Linked DNA regions of Mus musculus: all the other regions are linked to region 4. Evidence: chromatin contacts called from public promoter capture Hi-C data. All regions are on one chromosome and are shown on one strand. The core of a region is the stretch at or near the end of the contact, and the rest is flanking DNA. Distances in the headings are between cores, read along the strand shown. Region 1 holds the start of Ykt6 (YKT6 v-SNARE homolog (S. cerevisiae)). Region 2 holds the start of Ppia (peptidylprolyl isomerase A). Region 3 holds the start of Pold2 (polymerase (DNA directed), delta 2, regulatory subunit). Region 4 holds the start of Tug1 (taurine upregulated gene 1). Region 5 holds the start of Nudcd3 (NudC domain containing 3). Region 6 holds the start of Ogdh (oxoglutarate (alpha-ketoglutarate) dehydrogenase (lipoamide)). Region 7 holds the start of H2az2 (H2A.Z histone variant 2).

Region 1 (3,184 bases), core at 141-2,640, 2.3 Mb before region 4:
TGCAGCAAGCAGTCTCCTGAATGAACTATTTCTCCACTCAAGCTACCTTCCAACCCCTTGGCAAACACTATTCACATAACTATAATCCACAGCAACTCATGTCCATCAGCGGATGGATACATAAACAAAACATAGTGTTTACATAAAACTCAATACTGTATATATTTTAAAGGGGAGAAAAATTTGGTATCTGCAGAAACATAGGTCAACCTTGGGGTCATTCTGCTTAGTAAAATCAGTGGGACACAAAAAGCCAACTACTATATATCCCACTTATATGAAGTCATTAGAACCATCAAAAGCTGAGACACAACCTGAACAAGCAGATTTCCCCAGACGTTGAGTCAAGATGACCACAGGTCCTACCCTGTTGGGCCCTTTTCCTTTTGTGTCTGAGTCACTCCCACAAGACTGGGTATCTGTGCAGCTTACAATTAAAGCACCCCACAATCCTTTACATGCCTACAAGCAATACAAATCCAGTGGTTCCTGCCTAGCTACCAGTGTGGACCCTTCCTGATAATCAAGGCCCAAACACTAAAAAGAATGAGTTTGACCCCTGACTCCCAATCCTTGAGGAATCAACGATTTTACTCATAAAAGAAACACCTCCATACAGAACTTCTGGAAAGAGCTTTGACCAGCGACTTTCACAAACTGTGGGCTGCAACCCCTTTGGCAAACCTCAATCTCCAAAAATACATATGCATAACAGTAGCAAAATTACAGTTATGAAGTAGCCACGAAAATAATTTTATGGTTGGGGGTGGGAGGGTTCCCTCAACATGAGAAACGGTACTAAAGGGTCGCAGCGCAAGGAAGGTGAGAACCACTGGCAACGACGAAATACAAAGGTTAAGACACCAAACACTGGTTAAATCACAGGGTGCGAGGCGTAGTCAACATACTTATTTCTGAGTCCGGAGATCCCAGATCAGAACAGTTGGCAGCGCGTCTGTAATCAATGGCCTTCCAATCTTTCTACAACTGGGCAATACCGCGTAGGGCAGAGCCCTTTCCCAGGGTTGCTAACGACTCCTCAGGTACAGCCTGCCGCCCGAGGGAGGCCAAAGCCGTGCTCGCCCTTCGAGAGACTCGACTCCCTGGACTCCGGGTCCAGCCACCCGGGCCCGGCCCACTTACCTGGACCTCTGGAAGAAACTAAAGGAAGACACGTCGTACGCGGCCTTGAGCAGCACCGCTTTCGGATCGCCTTTGTAAAGGACACTAAGGCTGTACAGCTTCATGGCGCCGCACCTTCGGGCCGCCGGCTGAGCCCCAGACCCGCTCCCAGGAGCGCGGCCACAGTCCCTCAGAACAGCGGCGGCCGCCTCCTGACGGGGCCCGGCCGGCTTCTTCCTCCTAGAGTAAGGCCCACTTCCGGTTCCGGTGGCGAGTTGCTCCAGCCGCTCCTCGGAGGCCCGAAGGCAGGGTACGCGCGTGCGCGGACGGGTAGCTAAGCGGCGGGGCGCGCCCGCGTCCGCCCGGGTCGGCGCCAGGAGGCTCGGTCTCCGCCTGCGTGGCAGTGCCTTGGCGCAGGTTCCCTTCCGGGCTGTCGCGCGGACCCTGGCTGCCGGTGGGGAGTGCTGTGCCGTACCATCGCTCTTTTTTCCCCATTCTGCTAGAAAAACAACCCGTAGCTGTCCCCACTCTATACTTTTGTTGCATTCTATGTGTAACAGCACCAGGCTACCCAACCTCTTCCCTGGGTGTCCCAAGTACAGACGACTAAAAGAAAGGCCCTTCATCCTTTCTCTTGCAATAATAAAAATCAGAAACGTCACTGGCTATGGCCACTCAGCTTGGACACACTTGTTCGACAAGCCAGGCGGCCAGAGGTGTCAGCTATATTCACCTGCACTGACACCATGGCTCCACAGGCGGCAGACGGAGAACCATTTCTGAAGAAAGCCTCTTTATCCAAAGTTGTACAAAATTACCAGGATAGTGACCTTGCAGAAAGAGATGTGGATTAAGAAAATTGATAGCAAGAAGCAGACCTTGGGCTTCCAATGTGAACAGCAAAATGCTTATCAAACTCCCTTACAGCCACTCTTGGCACCTCTTCCTGCTTTTCTCTGACTTTACCCAGCCTCCCTTGGTCCCAGGAAGTCTCATCTAGAGATATGCGAACTCCCCAAGCCAAGCTTGTTAATCAATTTCAAATGACATTGTTTTCCCCTGCGTTTCCCCAGCTGTTATCCAGCCTGAATTCGGTCCCAGTACTTCCGCACCGCAAAAGTTACCCCCCCCCCCCAATCTGTTGGACTCAAAAAATACCTTTTTTGTAGACATGTTGGTAAAAGTGATAAACTATCAAATTCCAAGTCCTGCTCATTGCAGATGTTTAACAATGACGACGATGGTTATTTGCACCATTACGTTAAATGACAGAAAGAAAGAAAGAAAGAAAGAAAGAAAGAAAGAAAGAAAGAAAGAAAGAGGAAGCAAGCCTCATGAGAGGCCGAAGGTGCCCTTGAGGCTGTTAGAAGCAGAGCTTTAAAGGGAGGCTAAAATCTGAGCAAGGTCTACAGATTAGATAAGAGCACTATATCTTTATTTCCAGCTTTCAGTCACTGACTGCCCTGACCTTATAAGAGAAGTCTCTGGTGCATGCATGCATGCACACTAACACACAGTAACATAAATAGATGAACACTATGTATACAACTTACTCCGAAGAGGTCATATGCATACATACCTACATGTAAGTATATCTACATCTATATATATCTATGAACACATATATATGTTTCTATACATGCTTGTATATGAACATATTATACATGTATTAAAGTTCTCTAAAGGAACAGAATTGATAGGACATATATATTAAGAGAGGACTTATTAGATTGGCTTCAGGATGCTGTGTGTGTAAGTAGTCCAACAGTGGCTGTCTCACACTGGAGAAGCATAGAGTCTGGTATTTAAGCAAACCACAAGACTGGATGTCTTAGCAAACTTAATCTTGTGCTGAAAGTCTGGTTGATTCCTAGAGAGATTGGTCTTCAGCCTACATTTGAATCCCTAAATTGGTTTAGGTGTAGAAATACTGCGGTGGCAGGGTAGGTGACCTAGCCAGGGAAGGCAAAAGCAAGCAAGCGACAAGCCAAGTTTCCTTCTTCCACATCCTTCCATATGAATTACCACCAGGAGGTGCTTGCTGCCCAGAGTTAAGGTGGGT
Region 2 (2,854 bases), core at 342-2,841, 2.8 Mb before region 4:
AACAGCTTTCCAAGTCCACATTTTTTTTCATCAAATTATGACTTCAAAGCCTTTCTTGGCAGCTCCACCTCTATTTTCACCTATGGGCTCATCTCATTCCCATTAAGCTCTGGTTAACCTGATACTATCCTACCCAGGCTAAGCTTAGGCCAAGTTTCCACAAGAGTCCTTGTCAATTATCAGCTCTTGACTAGATACATGCTGGGTGAGGGCTAATTAGAACCTAGTGCTCTTTTTATGTGCCTACCTACTATGTGTACCCAGCACTGTGGCAGGCGGGCAATCGGGAGATCTAGCTTTTGAGTTAAAAACTCACCAATGATAGCTTCTGGAGTTTAACAGTACAGACACTAAGTAACATATTCCACTATGGCCTAAGGGCTAGTACTGAGGCTAACAATAATATTTAATTTTGGGGTTTTTTGTTTTTTTCGAGACAGGGTTTCTCTGTATAGCCCTGGCTGTCCTGGAACTCACACTGTAGACCAGCGTGGCCTCGAACTCAGAAATCCGCCTGCCTCTGCCTCCCGGGTGCTGGGATTAAAGGCGTGCGCCACCACGCCCGGCTGAATATTTAATTTTGTAAAAGAAAAACGCCAATTGTTTAGGGTACTCTAATTACTAACTGATCTTTAAGCAGCCACTTAACCTCCAGAACTAATTAAGTAGGTAACTACTGGCAATCCACTTTGGTCAATGCAAACTGCAGCGTGGCCAGTCATAACATGCCTGTCTCACTGAGGGTAATAGGGAGGGGTTCAGAGCGCCTCCCCCGCTGCGCCATCACTGCGACAGGAGGCGGTCCTTGGGCACCAGCAAAAGCCAAGCCTTTCTCGTTTCCGCTCGGGGGTGGGGGACGCGGAGGGGTATTTTGAGCCTCCCTAACCAAATGTGGCTACTTCGGACCAAATGGCCAAAGGTTCAATTCACACTCAAGTCTGCTATAAAACGATTATTTTATATTCTTCGTAGGAACCACTAGGTTTAGGAAACCACTAGGTTTAACCGGGCTAACGAGCACGTCCGGGCTCTCCGAGCCTTCGCCCCTGAGACCTTAGGCAGGGTCCCTGCTCAGATCCGAGTAAAAGGCTGTGGGGCTCCGGAAAGCAGGCTGGGAAGAGGCCCGCGGGGCTGCAGCGCCGCAGCGGAGCAGGGCGGGGCCCAACGGCTGGGAGAAGGGAGAGGCGCGGAGCACGTGCGCCCGGCCTCGCGGGGCCCCACAGGACGCAGCCACGTGCGCCTGCGGGGAGGCCGGGACGGGCGGGGACGGCCCCCTCCCCCAACGGCCGCGCCCCGCCCGGCTTTGTCCGCAGCCCGCCCAGCCTCCCCGCGCCTCGCCAGCCTCCCAAAATGGCCCCTCGTCAGGAAATGGCGCCGCCACCCGCGCTCGCTCCACCGGAGGGTCGGGCCGCGCCCGAGAGAGCCTCCCCCTCCACAGCTCCCGGGACCCCACCCTGGAGCACCACTGCCCACCCGACCTCGAAGGAGACGCGGCCCAAGGGCTCGTCATCGGCCGTGATGTCGAAGAACACGGTGGGGTTGACCATGGCTGCAGCAAGCGGCGAAAAGCGACAGTGGCGTCTGCAAAGCGGCACGAGCCTCGCCGCGGCTTCCTTTATACCCGGTTCGGGCCCCGCCCACCACCGAGTCGCGCGCCCGGACCTGGATCAATCACAACTGCTTTCCAAACGGAGTGACGGCGCGACAGGCCTATGGGCGGGCGCGGGCGCGGGTGGGGCGGGGCGCGAGGCGCGCGTGCGCTGTAGCGCGCAGAGGCAGGTTCCCGCCCGCGGGCTCCTACTAGATGGTTGCGGCGCGGTCGGTGGGGGAAGAGTCCGAGGGCAGTTAGGGAGGGTGGCCACGCAATCTGGCTGTCCTTAGGAACGCGTCGGGGCCCCTGGTCTTCCCCAGTGGTACCGCGTATCTTCCCATTGCACAGAGCAAGTAACTGAGGCAAACATGGTCCTCAAGGTCGAGCGGCCCTTCAAGGTCGGGCGGGGTCCTGAGGCGCTGCCCTCTCTGCGGAAACTCGAACAGGCAGGCATCCCTGGGCCTAGATCCAGGACCCACACCGTCATTGTGCAATGGCAACCGCTTCCTGATAGGTCCCTGTGAGCGCCTCCGTTTTCTTAAACTCTGGGGAACGGGCACAAGCAGCCCCCTCATTTTAAAGATTATGAAATACTTTTTAAATGTCCTACTTTCCAAATATATCTTGTGTTTTCTCCAGGAGGAAGCTATTTAAACACGATCCTGGTCAGAGTCTACCTGTAATTTTTTTCTCCCCGACCCCCAATACCCCAAGGTCTTCTCATTTCCTCATGTGGCCTAAGGCGTGCTCTCAAAGGCTTCACACGCCTGTAAATCCCACCTCTAGGTAGATGGAGACAGGAGGATAGTGAGTTCCATACAGCCTGAGCTGTAAGTGTGAGGCCCTGCCTCATAAACAAAGCCTGAGTATGGGAAAGTCGGTGCTGTGGAAGACCCTTCACCATAGCGTCTGCTGGAGTTGGCTCCCGAGCTGTAAGGCCTTTAGACACAGAACCTCAGGAATGTGGGTCTGGCCATGCCTTATTTGGATGAATCAGACCAAAAGCACATTAGGTTGAACTACAAAGAGTTTTGATTTGCCAAACTGGAAAATTCTGTACCAGTGTGCTTTGTGCATATAGCATCATGTAAACCTGCTTTTCTCAAAACTGTTAAGTGCTTGCAGGACAAGCTCAAGGACCTACCTGCGTTTGGATCCCCAGCACCTATGTAAAAGCCAGGCCATTGGGAGGAGTCTGTAAGTCCAGGCCTGGAGGCAATGGAGACTGACTGGTTAGACAGTCTAGGCAAGACTGAGTCAGTA
Region 3 (2,885 bases), core at 205-2,704, 2.2 Mb before region 4:
GCATGAAGCCCCGGGGCTCACTCTCCAGCACTGCATAAAACTCAGGGTAGTGGCACGTGCCTGTAACCCCAGCACTCCAGAGGTGTAGACAGAAAGATCAGGAGTTTAAGGCCCTGTTGCTACACCATGGAATATATTAGACCCGTCTCAAGGAAAAAGTAGAAATAAAGATATTCTGGGATAAAATTTGATGAGTCCATTTCCTTAGACATTTACTGTAAGGAATCCTAAGGAGAGTCCTGCAGACCAAAGGGAACAGCAACCAAAGAGTAAATGGAGAGCTCCAGTCAAGGGGCTGCACAACAACGAGCTCTGTGTCATTGTAACTTTGGATTTTAATTCTACAAAGTGGTTTCAAATCCATCAAATGGGGTTTGTTCCTGGAACACAAGAACGTTGCAACATAATCAAATATGCAACAGGCTACTTGAGACAGTAGGCAAAAATCCGCACTCAGCCCAGCTTACAAAGGAAAAAATACTCAACAAACTGAAACATTAAAAACAAATGATTTAGCCGGGGGTGGGGGTGCACGCCTTTAATCCCAGCACTTGGGAGGCAGAGGCAGAGGCAGGTGGATTTCTGAGTCCGAGGCCAGTCTGGTCTACAAAGTGAGTTCCAGGACAGCCAGGGCTATACAGAGAAACCCTGTCTCGGGGGGAAAAAAATGATTTAATTCATTATTAAAACAGGAACGAGGGAAACCTTGTCTCAAAAAGCAAAAACAAACAAAAACAGAAACAAGGGGCTGGAGAAAGCTCGGTTGAGAGCTCTTTCAGAATGGCTCACAACCATTTGTAATTCCAGTTCCAGGTGACACGGACGCTCTCTTCTCGCCTCCGAGGAGACTGACCTCACATGCGTGCAGGCAAAACACACCCACACACAAAACAAAACAAAATAAATTCAAAATAAAACAAAAAAACTTAGTAAGCCAGAAGAAACCTACCTTAAGTAATAAGTTTCAGACTGAGTAATTAGGCAATTTTAAAAAGGAGCAATGTTACCACTGAAGTCTGATGCACTTGCAGTCAGGGTGTCTTAGTGTGAATTCTAGCTTTTCTCACTAGCTGGGTCATTTTGCCTGTTTCCCTGCCTGTGAGATGGGAGAAATTGTTCATGCTTCCAAGGGAATCTGAGAAGTCAGGGTGAGAATCACAGCGCAGGATAGAGTGGGAGGGAAGCTTCAGCCACACAGGAGCCACCAGACCCCCAGCGCTCGGGGAGAGCAGCATGAGCCAGGCGCCCAGCCTCACTACGGCCCACGCTACCCAAGGAGTTCACCCGATGAGGCCCAGCCGCAAACACCGCATGCGCACAGGAAACCCAGTGCTAAGTGATGGGTTGTCCCGGGAACCGGAGGCGTGACTCCGCGTTTCCTCGGTCCAGAGGCGGGGCGCACGGGGATTGGCTGGATGAAGCGTGCAGCGATGGGCGGGATGGGGCGGGAGGCGATTGGCTGGATGCGCCGATGGGCGGGACGGGCGCGCAGAGATTGGCGGGATGCGGCGTGGCGCGGTGAGTGTGCTGCTGAGCGGGGTTAACGTGGGTCCTGGGTCAGACTTGGCGGTACCTGGACAGCGGGCCGGGGTCTTGAGGGTGCTTCGAACTGTAACATGGGCCCGAGCTGGGCGTGTCTGCTTCGGGGCAGGTCTCCCGTCGGGTCCGGCCTGGAGCACCGTGTGGGCCGCTGCCACCACCGTGCGTTTTTGGCTTACATCCAGTTTACATGTGCCCATTTGGCAAATTCATAGGGTCCGCTCCCTAAGCCAGAGCTGCGCATTAAAGAAAGCCGAACCAGCTAGGGGAATTTGAACTTTGTAATAGCTGTACCAAAAAAAAAAAAAAAAAAGTAAAATGAAAAAGAAAGCTGTGTTCAAAACTTCCGTTACTACATCCAGCCTGTTGTCGTCTCAACTACGCATGAAGAATATGTTGAGATACTTTATACTAAAGTCCGCTGTGCATCCATCCCCAAGCACATCTTAGTGGGAAGGGGTGCAATACAAGAAAACAAACCTCTGCGCTGCCGGAGCTTAGGCAACAGTTGGAGGAGGCAAAGTAAATGCTTGAGAGATGATAATGATGCAGACAGTTGAAGTAGCAATGCAGTCAATTAGATATGGGAAGGTGAGTTTTAAGGAAAGACTTGAAAGGGAAGAGCCAGTAAGCCTTGGGGAAAAGGAGAGGACCCAGCAGGAGTAGAGAGGCCTCTACTTGGAGCCCCTGCTGTGGAAGGGACACTTGGAAGGAGAAACAGATAGGAGGGGGGAGCTGTTCTTAGAGGCCCAGAGCTGATCTTACAGGTCGTGGTAAGAACTTGGGGTTTTATTTACTGAAAAGCAACCTTTGGGGGGTTTTGAGCAAAACAGGGGCAGCTTTATGCTTTATTTTTTATCACTAATTATATTATGACAGGCTTCTTCAGTGATGCCTGATAGCATCCCTAGAGGTAGCAGAGGTCCCAGGGAGCTGGGCAGAAGCAGATCAATAATTCCATTTGAGGGTATGCAGAATTTGAGACCCTGGTGATTGGGTAGAAATGTGGAGAGGAGGAGGTGATGAACAAGGTTTGGAACGAGCTCCAGGTTGTATCTGACTAGGTTATAGGATGACACCTCCGGACACATGTGTGCACATTGTGGACAGCGTGGTTGGGACACTAGGGGAGCTTTGGGTACAAGAAGGGATTGCAGGAATGCCTTTGTGTGTCTCTGCAGTGATAACTCCTCGGCCTGGACACAGCTGCTTGGACCAAACAAGCCAGGAGTGCCGCCATGTTCTCCGAGCAGGCAGCACAGAGGGCCCACACTCTGCTCGCCCCGCCCTCTGCCAGCAATGCCACCTTTGCCCGGGTACCTGTGGCAACTTACACCAACTCCTCA
Region 4 (3,146 bases), core at 16-2,515:
TCTGAATGGTCTTCAAACTTGGAGGTTTACAGCTTCAACTTCACGTTCAAGTCCTTTTCTGTTCTCCTAAATTCAGGAAATTGACCTACTTCTGACGGTTCACCTACTTCATTACCACCGAAGACTTTGTCACCACCGAAGACACCAGGCTCCTCAAAAGAGTGCTCTACTGGACAGTGCAGTGGAGTGGAGGCTACTTCTGGCTTCACCGCTTTCCAACAGAAAGGTCCTTGGTGCTGACTGACAGATTTCTTTTCCCAAACCCCGCCCAAACACAGCTTGCTATTATGCCACAATCACCACAGGTTGTGGGTGAAATTACTCACAGTGGCCCACAGAAACACCTCACAACCTACCCTCCCGAATCACCTCAGGTGCGCCCTTCCCCCACACCCTTCAGAAGATGGCCTCGGGCCCTCGGGCCTTCCCAGGCCTGGGTCCTGTGGCCACCTCCTCGCTACCGACAGACAGGAGTTAGTCCCAGAGCCTGGGAGAACAGAGGAAAGTGGCGAGTGCACCACCAGATCCGATCGGGCGTTGCCTGCAGCTCGCAGATGCCTTTGTCCCTCCCCGTGGAATTGGAACTCAACCACCGCAGCGCGCTCTTGGAACCATGTGCTGCCTCCGCTGCCGCTGCCGCCGCCGCCGCCGCCGCCCGCCCGCGCCGCGACACGACACGACACGCCGCGCCTCAACAGACGATGACAGGCTGGGCGTCACGAGATTCAGCGTTCAGTACGGCTTTGCGGCCGGTGCTGCCCGCGCCACCGCTACCTCAGCCACCGCTTTGTCTCCGTAAGCGCACGCAGCGCGAATCACCTCGCTCACTCCCGACGGCCCGGCCGCCGAGGCCTCCAGCGCACCTTCGGCCAATCACAGAGCTCGAAGTCTTCCCGCCCCCGCCCTGAGACTCCACCTTCTGATTGGCGAGCGACGTCGGTCCACGTGACCGGATCTTGTTTGGCCGGTCCGCCCCCATCACGTGAGGGCGCGCGCCTCTCTTCCTGCTTTCCTGACCCCTCTCGGCCATTTAAAGGAACAGTACCGGGGGCGGGCCGAGAGACGCAGCCGGGACGGTAGCTGCAGAGCAGAGCGGAGGAGCCATCTTGTCTTGTCGCCGGGGAGTCAGGCCCCTAACTCGAAGAAGCCCTGGCGCGCCCTCCCCCCCTCCCCGGTCTGGTAGGGCGAAGGAGCGGGCGTGCGGTCGATCGAGCGATCGGTTGGCGGCTCTTTCTCCTGCTCTGGCATCCAGCTCTTGGGGCGCAGGCCCGGCCGCCGCGGCGCGCGCCCGGTGGCCGTTGGCGCTCGCGCCGCGTCTTTCTTCTCGTACGCAGAACTCGGGCGGCGGCCTATGCTTTTGCGATCCGACGAGGGGTCGTCCGGGTGGTTGGCGGCGGCGGGCAACTCCGCCCCGCTCCCGGGGAGGCGGCGGGGGAAGCTGGGGTGGCCGGGGCTGGCCTGGAGGCCTGGCGCCACCCCTCGGGGCCTGCTAGGACCCAGTTGGAGGGTCAAGAGGGAGCTGGAGGATGGTTGGTGGTGGGCTTCCTCCTTTGCCTTTTCCTACTTATGCCACCTTAGTGGGGAGCGAGAGCGCTGGCGGCAGCTCCGGGGTGGGGATTCGAGCTCCGGAGTCGGAAGATCTGGGTTTGCTTCCGGGCCTAGCCACTCGCTGGCCGAGTGACCTTAGGCAAGTCACTCTGTAATCTGTCTGCGCCTCAGTTTCCTCCTCTGCCTATCAGTGTGTGTATGGAATTGGAAGCTCTCTTCAAAAGTGTCGGTTTACAGAAAGATGATTATTGTTTTTTTTTCCTTTGAGTTGCAAGAAGTCATAACAATTGCTCATTCCCTGAAATTAAATTCGGGAACCTTTTATTGGAGTTGGAGATGGGAAGGTTCCCTGAACTTCTTCTGTACAGAAACACGTGGGAAAGTGTTTTCTAGGGGGATGAGTAGATCCTTCAGTAGCGAGTTTTCAAAGGGGGCTATGACCCAGAAGAGTTTAGAACAGTTTTTGCCACCGGGAGGAAACTGAGGCCTACATGTCATCTGGGACCCTTCACAACCAATATGAAGCCCCCATTTGAGTCCCTGGTATATGTGAGCTGCTTCTTACTGCATAATGGCTGTTTCAGGTACCATCACTTCACTGCTTGGCTTTTAGTCAAAGCCCTTTCCTTTCACCATAGGGTGCCTGAAGGGTGGCTGATGCCTATGGTACAATGGCACCCACTAGAAAGCAGCTACAATTAGGAGTGAATGTGTCCTCGAGTAACAAGAAGTGTAATCTCTGGCCCAGCGATTGTTTTCTGCTGCTCGTACTGGTGCCTGACTACTTTTCTCTCGTTAACTATTTTTTTACAACCATGATTGACACCCATTATTTGCTCCTATTTTATATCCCTGGTTTTCGTGGTTGATAGTGAACAGGATTATTTTTAAATGGTGCTGCCAAAACCAGTTAATAGTGCACATGGATTTTTAGCAAGAGGGCTACTTGGAACAGACTGAACCAGGCGTTGGATTCCTGAAAATGTTTGGGGTTTTTTTTTTTTTTTTTTTTTTTTTTTTTTTGGGGGGGTTTTTTGTTTTGTTTTTTAAATTGAAGGCTAAAGTTTTTGAAAAAACTTTGTTGGACTCTGGCTGGGACACAAAATCAGATATTTGGAATCATTTTGAAGCTTAACTTTTTCCTAACCAGCCTTGTATTCTAATTGCTTGCAAATGTGAGACTGAATGGCCAAAATGCCGTTTGTTTGTTTGTTTATTGTCAGCTGCTTTTATCAAATTCCAGGCCATTATCCAGCAAACACTATTAAAATGTTTGAACAGTTGGGTTTCAAACATTTTTGTTTTGTGGAGTGGTGCTTATTAAGTGGTACAGCTCTCTAAGCAAGTGAACACAAACATATTTAAGTGTATTTTGTATGATTAGATGTTACCAATTCTGATATTTTATTCAAATGTCTAAAAAAATAAGTTGACTTATTCCCTTTACCAAAGGGCCAGAGACAAATGGTTTCCTTTCAAGAGAAATGACTGTTTTGAAGAAAAACTCTGTTGGTCTTAGCTCTTTTGTAATTAAATCTGGATGTACCTCAAAAGACTCTTTAAGACTGTGGTGTTAAAAGGCTTTCCTCTGGAGAAGG
Region 5 (3,166 bases), core at 238-2,737, 2.6 Mb before region 4:
TCTCTTACTGGAAAAGCATTTTCCTAACATGTTCAAGACCCTGAGTTTGTCTCCTAGAACTACAAGAAAACAAAAGTAAAATCAGTATTTTGCTCTGTGTGGTGGCATATATCTTTACTTCTGCACTTGGCAGGCAGAAACAGGCATATTTCTGTGAATTTGAGGACAGTTTGGTCTATACAGCGAGTTCCAGGGCAGCCAAGGCTGCAGAGTAAGACAATGTCTTTTAAAAAAGTTAATTTGTAGATGTTAGTTAGTCTAGTAGAGATGAAATTCATTAAAATCTTTTTTGTTGTTGTTGTTGTTTTTTTTCCGGTCAGGATCTCCTTGCAGAGCCCAAGTTGGTCTTGAACTGGCTATGTGGATGAATAAACATTTCTGGTTCTGTCGCCACCTTCCCAGTGCTAGGTTTACAGGTATGGGTTACTACACAGTTTATACAACATTCAGGACACATTAGTCACACATGTGGGTTACTACACAGTTTATACAACACTCAGGACACATTAGTCACACACTTTACCAATTTAGCTACATTGAATGAAAAAAAAACAAAAAGGAGGACATGATGGCTTCTAGGTATGGTGGAGGAGGTTTATTGTAGACAGGAGGGAGCAGACAGCCAGAAGCAGAGGCATCTGGGAGAATTCAGGGTGGAAGTGGCTGTAGAATGAGCTGGGCCATGTGAGAAGGGTTAGGGGAGAGGGTAGAAGAGACCTGGAGTCAAGAGGCCAGGAGACCAAGAGGCCAAAGGGTAAAAAGGACCTCATAACCAAAATGGCTGGGTTACATAGGAATCAGAGAAGCTTGGGGAGGAAAAGGCCAGCTCAGACTCTGGACTGGAGAAGTTTAGGGTAGAGGTCAGGATTAGTATGCCAGCCAGAAGGATCCTGTACCAGAAGGTACTGAGGGAGACTGGTGGCCAGAGTCTGCTTTGATATTTTATTAGGCATCTCAGCCATTTGTCTTCGGTTTGTGACCTAGCATATGTTCCTAATCTGTCTGTCTTTCGTCTCCCCCCAACCCTCTTCTGAGACTGGGTTTGACTCTATAGCCCAGGTTGGCCATGATTTGGATGCGGGGATTACAGGTATAAACCACAGATTGATTGTGTGTCAACCTTACATAAACGTTTTCTTAAAATGTCTATATGCACGTATTAGTAACGGCACGTGTATACACACATGCTATACATACGGATGCACACACACATATTTACAGTATCATACTTCTTTTTTTCCTTCACTGAGCTTTTCACACTTTTCTTGTCCTTTCAAGTCACCTTGAAATCTGGTGCAACCTTCTGAGTTTCACTCATAGCTCTGTTAATAGGAATTCCATACAATTCTACAATATTCCTTTTCCGTTCCCTCCGCTAACAAACAAAATGTGGTATTATAAGAAGGCGCACCAGACACCTACGCAGGAATTCAATCCAGAAAGAAGAAAGGCTCCCAGACCACGTGACACCTCCAGGGACTACGTCAAGTGGCCGTCACCACAATGCTTCCGCCCTCTTCAAACATGGTTGGCAAGCGCTCTCCGCATCGTGACCATGGTTATTCTTGCATGTAGGAACCGTACTGAGCGCATACCAATCTCCTTTAGGCAAGTGTCGCGGCGGAGGAGATCCAGCAGAGCCGCAAGAACGACGATCGGTTACCGCCGGTAGTAACAAGCGCGGACCGGAAGTTCCGCGTCTTCGCTGTCCGGGGGGAGCCGTTAGGCGCGCACGCCGGAAGTGGCCAATCAGCCGGTGTGAGGCGGTGCCCACTGTGTTCGCGTCCCTCGGGCAGCAGAGCCATGGAGCCCGGGGCTGCTGAGCTTTATGACCAGGCCCTGTTGGGCATCCTGCAGCACGTGGGCAATGTCCAGGACTTTCTGCGCGTGCTCTTCGGCTTTCTCTACCGCAAGACCGACTTCTACCGCCTGCTGCGCCACCCTTCGGACCGCATGGGCTTCCCGCCCGGGGCCGCACAGGCCCTGGTGCTGCAGGTGAGGTGGAGAGAGGCGGCGGGCCGTTGGGGTCCAGCAGGTCCTTACCCCAGTTCCACCTCCCAGCGCCAGAGGTGCCCCGGCTCGCGTCCTACGTCTGGGAACTGCGCCACTCCGTAGCCCACCCTTCAGGGTTTGTGATTCTCTCTGGGGTGCCACCAGGTGATTTGAGTAAATGGCCAGGCGTTATCTGACCCACGGATCCGTTGGCAGGAATGCGCTTCTTTGGGTACAGGCTGGGTTTGTGCGGGAGATGCTTAGGTGTTGGACCTGTCAGCCTGGGTTTGAGGGCCTCCCAGCGCCCTGTGGGCATCCCCAGAACGGTGCAAGGGGCTTGTTAGGCAGGGTTCAAACCGTGCAGGCTGTAGGAGGAGGACTTTCACAGCGGGAGAAACTAGTAGATTTCAGAATTCCCGGGCTCGGAGGTGGCAGGAATGACTGGTATGTATTGATTGGTGGGTGTGGCCTCTTGCCAGTGACTTACTAAGTTGGTGGACAATTGTAATGTTTACGAAATTTACATTTGGATTAAAATTTATATGTCCTAGGTTATATTTATTGTTTTTGAAGCGTTACTAATGACTGACTCAAGTTGTTTGGACACCTTTTTAAAAACTGTTTTCTTTCGAGACAAGATCTTGCTGTGTAGCCCTGGTTGACTTGGAACTTGCCAGGTAGATCAGGATGGCTTCGAACTTATGGTCCTCCTTCCCGACGCTCCCGCGCTGGGATTGTTGACATTGTTGAGTTAGTAATAAGCAAACATTTAATGAATATATTTAACACTCTCAGCTGCGGTATAGACTCTGATGGTATGGATATTTAAATAATGGTCTGTCTACTTTTGACACTGTACAGAGAGTAAAGCACAGACACTAATAGAGAGCTCTGCTAGTTCTCTGTGTGGTAGAGCTCTTTGGAAGGAAGTGATAGAAGTGGTAGTTAGGAAATTGAGACAGTTTTGTAGGAGACGTTGAAGTAGGTTTTGAGGGGCGTGTAGAGTCTGATTCACAAACCTATAAAGTGCTTCATGTCACCTTTGCTGTTTGTTGACCCCTGCATCAGCCCCAGACAGGGCTTTCCTGTGTAGCTCTGAAGTCCTGGAACTCACTCTGGCATCAACCTCAGATATCTGCCTAGGATTAAAGACTCGAATTGCCACCACCTGGCT
Region 6 (3,276 bases), core at 171-2,670, 2.6 Mb before region 4:
GATAGAAAAAGAGAAAAAGACAATTATAGTGTCACTTTCCTAACGCCACCTACTAATCTACCTGGTTCCACCTTCAAGGGCAAGGCTAGAGGATCAGACAAACAGAGGAACTCCAACGGTGTCCTCTGCTCAATGTCAGAGCACAGGATACACAGACACAAGTAGGGCCTGTAAGGGCAATGAAATCCACAGAAAAGCTGGGGGAAATTTTTACTTCTATTTTTAGTTACACGCTTCTACTTAGGGTGATGAAGACCAGTTGCACATTCGCAATAGCTTCACTATATACAGATAACACTTACGGACGTAGAGACCTCCATCGAATACAGGTTGACCCCACTGACCCCACTTGGGCCTGTAGAGGTGTTCCTTGAGTGACCTTTTGACGTCAAGGATCTAAAACTCCACCCTCCAATGATGCTTAACGCCGCCATTTTCTGATCTTACAGTCAGGAAGTTGAGTTACGCATGCGCACAACACCTAGCCCGTCACTTCTCATTACCTTTAATCCCTTTTCCACACCTCACCCTGCTCCTTCACCGTGTAGATACTCAAATGCCCTACACTCCGCTCTCCTGTCTTTACATGGTATCCACGTGAGGATTCTTGCCGAACCTGTCACTTCAGAGACTGGCACACTGCTCGGTGGGCAAAAGAAACATGATCTGGTAACTCATGCGAGGGCACAGTAGCAGGCTTCCCAGTCACTCTGGGTATAACTCACATCTGTCACACACTCTCGCGAGGAAAGCGGTGCGTGGATGGTGTTTCTAGGGAAACCAGTGTCACCTTGGCCGACAGCCTGGTTTACCTCATACCGGCAGGTGGGGCTGCCGCAGGCACCAAGGTCAGCGCCGTGTCCGGGCACGGCGAACACAAGGACGGCGGCCTGCTGGGGTCAGCGCACGCAGGACAAAAGAACGCGCGCGGGCCAGAGGGAGCGACCGGTCCACGTGACACGCCGCGACCTTGGGGCTCTCCCGGGCCGCCAGGCCACCTACTCCCTAGCCCGCCACCTTCGCGGCTCCGCCGCCAGAGCCAATAGCGCTCGGCCCCCCGACCCCCGGCGCAAGTCCGCGTCCGCCAATCTCCGCCCGCCTGGAGGACCCTGCCACGCCATTGGCTATAACGTCTGTCCGTCAGGTCTCGTCCCCCGCCCACCATCGCCGCCCTCCGCCAGCCCGGCTCTGTCCGGCTTCACGCCCGTCACTCAGGCACTCCGGAAGCAAGGACGCATAGGCCTCACCCTCGGCCGCGAGCTCCGGGTGTCAAGCGCCGAGCCTCCCAGCCCTGGACGGAGCCCGTCTGCCGCACAAGGTTACCTGTCTCCCGTTCAGCTCCACCCGAGTGAAGCGCCGACACCACTCCGGGCTCCAAACTCTCAGCCCCGCCCCGGCGTGTGGCGTCAACGCGTAGCCCGGCCCCAGAGGAGCGGCCTGCAAGACAGGCTGTGGGCGTGACGTGACGTCACAGAATTGGGTTTCAGTCGCTCGCTCGGGCTTCGCGCCAATGCAGAACTTTGCATCTGGCCAAAGCCAGCCTGTTGCTCACTGTCTTTCGGCTGTCATTAGCAGTTACACGGGAGACGCTTCCGAAGCTTGTTAAGAACCTGGTACATTCAGGGCGTGGGATGCCGTCTGATAATTGAAGCGTTTGGCGGGCCGAAGCAGGAGCGCTGCGACTTTGAGGCCCACGGGCTTTGTATCCAAAACAAGCTGCCCTAAATAATAGTTGGGTTGGTAAAATGTATCCCTGCACAAAATAATTTGAATAACATGAGTGACTATTTTGAACACTTGTTTTGCAGCAGTCCTTATGAAGATTAGTTAGCGAGGTCTAATGTGACTTGGTTGTCATGCGACTTGGGTGTTCCTGCTAGTATTCTGACAGGAAGCTGTGCTGGGGTCCCCCTGGATCTTCCTGGCTCCAGAGCCTGCTCTAAACAGACAAAATCCACTAGTTAACCTGTTACACTTCACTAATATGAAATGTTCCCCGTGTCAAAATGTTAAGCCAGAGCCTGGCTGTGTGAGTGCACACCTTAAAGCAGAGCACTCAGAAGCAGAGGCAGGCTCATCTCTGAGTTTGAGGTCAGCCTGGTCTACAGAGAGAGTTTCAGGGCCACATAGAGAAACCCTGTCTTGGGAAACAAAATAAAAAACTAACAAAAATATTCAGCCAGATTTTGCAGCACACACCTGCAATTTCAGAACAGAGAAAAACTGACCAATTGGGAGGTCAAGATGGGCTACATAGAGTTCTTGTGGGCAGCCTGGGCTACACAGTTGGATCAGGTCTCAAAAAGGAGAGTGGTTCATTTCATACTCATGTCTTTTGTTGTTGTTGTTTGAGACAATGGCATGTAGCTGAGGCTGGATTCAATTTCATAATGTAGGCTGACCTTGCTCTGTTTCTTTTACCTGCATATACCAGGTGCTAGGACTATAGCTATAAGTCCCATGCCCAGCTTCATGCTCATGGCCTTTAACTCTCCGCTTGTTTCTCTTTTTTAGCAGAGTAGTTTTTGATGGACAGCAATACAGACTGTCAGTTTATCCTTGCTATGTATGGCAAATGGCACCAGTGCTGGATGAGCTGGCTGGAGAGTCCTTTTGCTCTACTGAAATAGAAGTCACAAGTAGTCACAAGTATGCCAGAAGCTCTTCAAGCTTTGGTAGCAGTGATAGGCCACAGTACAAGGGCAGAAGCATCAGCAATGGTACACGTGAGTTGTCCTCCCATGGACCTGGGGTATATCGTCCTAAGAAGCCTAAGGGCTAAGAAGCCAAGATTCCTCAGCCCACAGTTAGAACTTGCTATTGCAGCTTAAATGTGGCCTAGGTACTCAAATCCCTCTATCCAGATTGCATAAAGAGTTATAGAGGGGCTGGAGAGATGACTCAGCAGTTAAGAGCACTGACTTCCAGAGGTCCTGAGTTCAATTCCCAGCAACCACATGATGGCTCACAACCATCTGTAATGGGATCCAATACCCTCTTCTGGTGTGTCTGAAGACAGCAACAGTGTACTACTGATAAACATAAAATATCTTTAAAAAAAAAGTTACAGAGATGTGTCAAGTCTTTATGGCTAAGGGCCTTTTTTGTTTGTTTGTTTGTGTGTTTTTTTGAGACAGAGTTTTTCTGTGTAGCACTGGCTGTCCTGGAACTTACTCTGTTGACCAGGCTCTGCCTCCCAAGTGCTCAGATTAAATGCGTGCGCCACCACTCCCGGCTATAGCTAAGGGTCTTATAGCCCACACTGTAATACTGGCT
Region 7 (2,932 bases), core at 394-2,893, 2.8 Mb before region 4:
CTTTAAGAAAAGGCAAAAAGGTGTGCAAAGGGAGAGTGGAGTTTAAGGTGTTAGGGGGAAGTGATAAAAGACAAGGTGAGCAGGGGTCAGAAAATGTAGGGAATTCAATACTTAGAAGTATAATGGTTGGTACACTGGTAAGACCATTATCATTTGATTACAGTATTGCCTGGGGAACTGATTCCAAACTTGAACACAGGGTTCTGTTATCTGAACACATTATTCCATTCATTCCACTCACAGTTGTCCATATCTTCATATCTTTTTTTAAAAGATTATGTGTGTGTGTGTATACACTTGCTATACTCCAGACACACCAGAAGAGGGCAACAGACCCAATTACAGATGGTTGTGAGCCACCATGTTGTTGAGAATTGAACTCAGGACCTCTGGACAAGCAGTCAGTGAACCACTGAACCACCGCTCCAGCCCCATGTTTGTTTGTTTTTGAGAAAGGGTTTCTTTGTGTAGTCCTGGCTGTCTTGGAACTTGCTTTGTAGACCAGGCTGGCCTGGAACGCAAAAATCCACCTGCCTCTGCCTCCTGAGTGCTCGGATCAAAGACGTCACCCCACCCCACCCCACCCACTCCCCTCAAGTACTTGTCCATATATTTAAATGAATAATTCATTTAGAAGTTCATCCCTTCCTCGTTTAGCATTAAAATTATTTTTTCATAAAGACCTGCTCCAAGTTGCTTCTTCTGATGGAGGTTGATCTCAGAGCTATAGTCCCTGTCAAAAGAAACAATTCAAATTTTGAGACAGGTATTGTCTAGCTGGAGATAAATTTCTAAAACAATGGCTTGGAAAAATCCTACCACAAGAACGAAGTCTCAATACAACAACAAACAAACAACAACAAAAACCGTAGAAAACTATTTTGCTCACAACTAACTCCTACAACTGGTCTGTGCTTCCTAATGGGAAAAAAATTAAGCTTTGAAGCTGGAACCAGAACAAAGTCTAAGACTTCTGATGAAGGCTGTATGCAAATGACTACATTCACCTAAGTGCGTTTCTCTAGCTGAGAAATGGATGTGGCTCTCCCAAATCTCCCGGGCTCATTGATGATCACAAAAATAATAAAACCTTTTAAAGTTGTGTGAATGGGTTGGCGATAGCTAGAGAATTTAACTAGGTGCGGACTACGATATACACTTATTCCTAAATTTTCACAATAGCTTTTGCACAAAGGTAACTCTACTTTAGACATTTGACCCTGTGCTACCTAAACGTTCCCCTTAAACTTGTTGCAATTGAAGAAAAACAAAGCAAAGAAGTCCTGGCGGGCTCTGAAATGGGCGGGAAAGGCACAGCTGTGCCGAATCGCTCCAGTCTATTGGTTCACCGAGCTGTTGTTCCCAGCCTCCCGCCCCCGTGCGGCCGACAATGTTTTCATTGGCTTTCCTCCTCTCTCATTGGTTCATTCTTCTGTTCATCAGAAGTCCGCGCAAGGAGAGCGGCGGAGAGAGTGTCAATGTTTGGTCGGAGGGCCCACCTCCAAGGGCCGTGTGCAAAAAACAAACAGCGGTTAGGGAGGCGGCACCGGGAGGGCGGAGTTATGGCTAGAAGGAAGCGTACAATTGGCCGGCCGCCGAGGTTCAAACGAACAACGTGAGCGGCTATTGGTGGAGGCGGCGCGAGGCGGGCCCCGGGCATTGTCCCGCTCTGGCTGCGGCGGTCCGACTGCGAGAGCGGCGGCGGCGGCGGCGCGGGGCTGCAGTGGGCGTCGCGCGGCCGAGACCATGGTGAGTGCGGGGTCGCGCGTGGAGTGGGCGCGCAGAAGCCCCGGACGGCTGCTCCACCTGGGGGATCGGGAGTGGGCGGTGTCGCGCTTCGGAGCCGGAGTGCCCGCTGTTCCGGACTCCGCCGGGGGTTGGGGGGGCGCGCCGGACGCGGGAGGCAGAAGCAGGGGGGCGGGTGCTGCGCCGCACAGAGGAGGTCCGGCTGTAGCCCTGCGAGTTCTGAGGCTTCGGCTCAGGGTTACGTAATGCCCCCCGCTGAGGATCGGAGGAGTTCTGATCCTGCCCACCAGAACCGCTCGCCTCGTCAGCGGCTTGCCGGTTATTCTTTGGAATAGAAGTTTATTTACTTGGCTTCATCTTAAAGTATCTTTTCATTCTGTAGTTTAGATCTAGTTGAAAGTGACTTCTAAAGAAAGAAAGTGAGTAAAACTTTAGCCCCATTCTGAAATTGAGGGGAAAGTCCTAAAACCAATCGAGACCTATGTGTTTCACCAAGATTAAGGGGAGTGACGCTCTCTTTTTGGAATTATATTTCTGTCGGTATCCTGCTTGAAATATGCTTTCGCTGTTATAGAAATAGTAAGCCTTCCCAAGAAGGACTCTCTGCATGCACTTAGAGATTAGTTAAGGAAAAGCTCTTTATCTTTTCTTTGACGCTTGTCTGGCTGGGCTAAGACTCAAGCAAGAGCCTGCCTCCAACTGAAGAGCTTACTAATTTATGTACATTTTAGATGTGTGCATTCCACAGACTCTGTTATCCTGACATCTCTTTTGAGGTCCCAGGTTACACTTTGAACAATTTAAGCAGAGACAGGAGATTGCAAGTCTGACCGCTGAAGTGGATAGATTTATACATATTACTACATATGGCTAGGAGTATTTTTAAGTATGCCACTGTTCTTTTTCAAAGTTATTACCGAGGGTCATCATACCTACCTTGCAGAATTACAAGCTGGTTTATCTTTATCTGGGCCTAACTGCTGGTCATAGATCAGTTCTGTCTCCTTTGTCACGGGAATGAGTCTGATTGGGTGGCCCATCCTGGTGAACAGTTGTCTCCTAACATCCTAAGTTCCATGTTTTTAATTTGCAGGCCTGCTTAGCATACTGCTTATCTTCGAGGGGTTTGAGAGGCGGTCCACCTTTAGCTAAATTTCACTTGGGCCAATGTTTCCTGAGCAAATCT

What was found. Promoter capture Hi-C pulls out the DNA fragments that hold promoters and counts their contacts. Capture Hi-C pulls out chosen DNA fragments and counts their contacts.
Region 1: a promoter capture Hi-C map of liver shows a contact between it and region 4, with 5 times the contacts expected there. The contact joins the promoter of Ykt6 here to the promoter of Tug1 in region 4. A contact is called at or near these places in 3 of 39 promoter capture datasets (liver and pre-B cells) and 2 of 9 other capture datasets (adipose tissue and liver).
Region 2: a promoter capture Hi-C map of liver shows a contact between it and region 4, with 7 times the contacts expected there. The contact joins the promoter of Ppia here to the promoter of Tug1 in region 4. A contact is called at or near these places in 5 of 39 promoter capture datasets (erythroid cells, hippocampal neurons, liver and 1 more) and 1 of 9 other capture datasets (adipose tissue).
Region 3: a contact with region 4 is called in a promoter capture Hi-C map of liver, with 7 times the contacts expected there. The contact joins the promoter of Pold2 here to the promoter of Tug1 in region 4. A contact is called at or near these places in 1 of 39 promoter capture datasets (erythroid cells) and 2 of 9 other capture datasets (adipose tissue and liver).
Region 5: a promoter capture Hi-C map of liver shows a contact between it and region 4, with 5 times the contacts expected there. The contact joins the promoter of Nudcd3 here to the promoter of Tug1 in region 4. A contact is called at or near these places in 2 of 39 promoter capture datasets (embryonic stem cells and liver) and 2 of 9 other capture datasets (adipose tissue and liver).
Region 6: a promoter capture Hi-C map of embryonic stem cells shows a contact between it and region 4, with 8 times the contacts expected there. The contact joins the promoter of Ogdh here to the promoter of Tug1 in region 4. A contact is called at or near these places in 5 of 39 promoter capture datasets (cranial neural crest, embryonic stem cells, fetal liver and 2 more) and 2 of 115 datasets of contacts at active chromatin or transcription factors (astrocytes and thymic regulatory T cells).
Region 7: a promoter capture Hi-C map of adipose tissue shows a contact between it and region 4, with 10 times the contacts expected there. The contact joins the promoter of H2az2 here to the promoter of Tug1 in region 4. A contact is called at or near these places in 3 of 39 promoter capture datasets (cranial neural crest, embryonic stem cells and pre-B cells), 1 of 115 datasets of contacts at active chromatin or transcription factors (stem cell-derived neural progenitor cells) and 1 of 9 other capture datasets (adipose tissue).

Annotation. Positions count from the first base shown.
Region 1 is chr11:5,953,964-5,957,147 of GRCm38.p6, reverse strand. It overlaps Ykt6 (YKT6 v-SNARE homolog (S. cerevisiae)), which reads right to left and starts at 1,390. Exons shown (of 7, transcript NM_019661.4): 1 at 1,144-1,390. The coding sequence starts at 1,247.
Region 2 is chr11:6,414,604-6,417,457 of GRCm38.p6, reverse strand. Ppia (peptidylprolyl isomerase A) reads right to left here and starts at 1,591. Exons shown (of 5, transcript NM_008907.2): 1 at 1,479-1,591. The coding sequence starts at 1,547.
Region 3 is chr11:5,876,825-5,879,709 of GRCm38.p6, reverse strand. Pold2 (polymerase (DNA directed), delta 2, regulatory subunit) reads left to right here and starts at 1,454. Exons shown (of 11, transcript NM_008894.2): 1 at 1,454-1,518; 2 at 2,721-2,885. The coding sequence starts at 2,778.
Region 4 is chr11:3,646,933-3,650,078 of GRCm38.p6, reverse strand. It overlaps Tug1 (taurine upregulated gene 1), which reads left to right and starts at 1,265. Exons shown (of 4, transcript NR_002321.2): 1 at 1,265-1,326; 2 at 3,001-3,146. It overlaps Morc2a (microrchidia 2A), which reads right to left and starts at 642. Exons shown (of 27, transcript NM_001159288.2): 1 at 1-642.
Region 5 is chr11:6,198,772-6,201,937 of GRCm38.p6, reverse strand. It overlaps Nudcd3 (NudC domain containing 3), which reads left to right and starts at 1,487. Exons shown (of 6, transcript NM_173748.5): 1 at 1,487-1,995. The coding sequence starts at 1,804.
Region 6 is chr11:6,289,741-6,293,016 of GRCm38.p6, reverse strand. It overlaps Ogdh (oxoglutarate (alpha-ketoglutarate) dehydrogenase (lipoamide)), which reads right to left and starts at 1,420. Exons shown (of 23, transcript NM_010956.4): 1 at 1,324-1,420. It overlaps Gm46270 (predicted gene, 46270), which reads left to right and starts at 754. Exons shown (of 1, transcript NR_168687.1): 1 at 754-3,200.
Region 7 is chr11:6,443,154-6,446,085 of GRCm38.p6, reverse strand. H2az2 (H2A.Z histone variant 2) reads left to right here and starts at 1,643. Exons shown (of 5, transcript NM_029938.1): 1 at 1,643-1,749. The coding sequence starts at 1,747. It also overlaps the pseudogene Gm11970.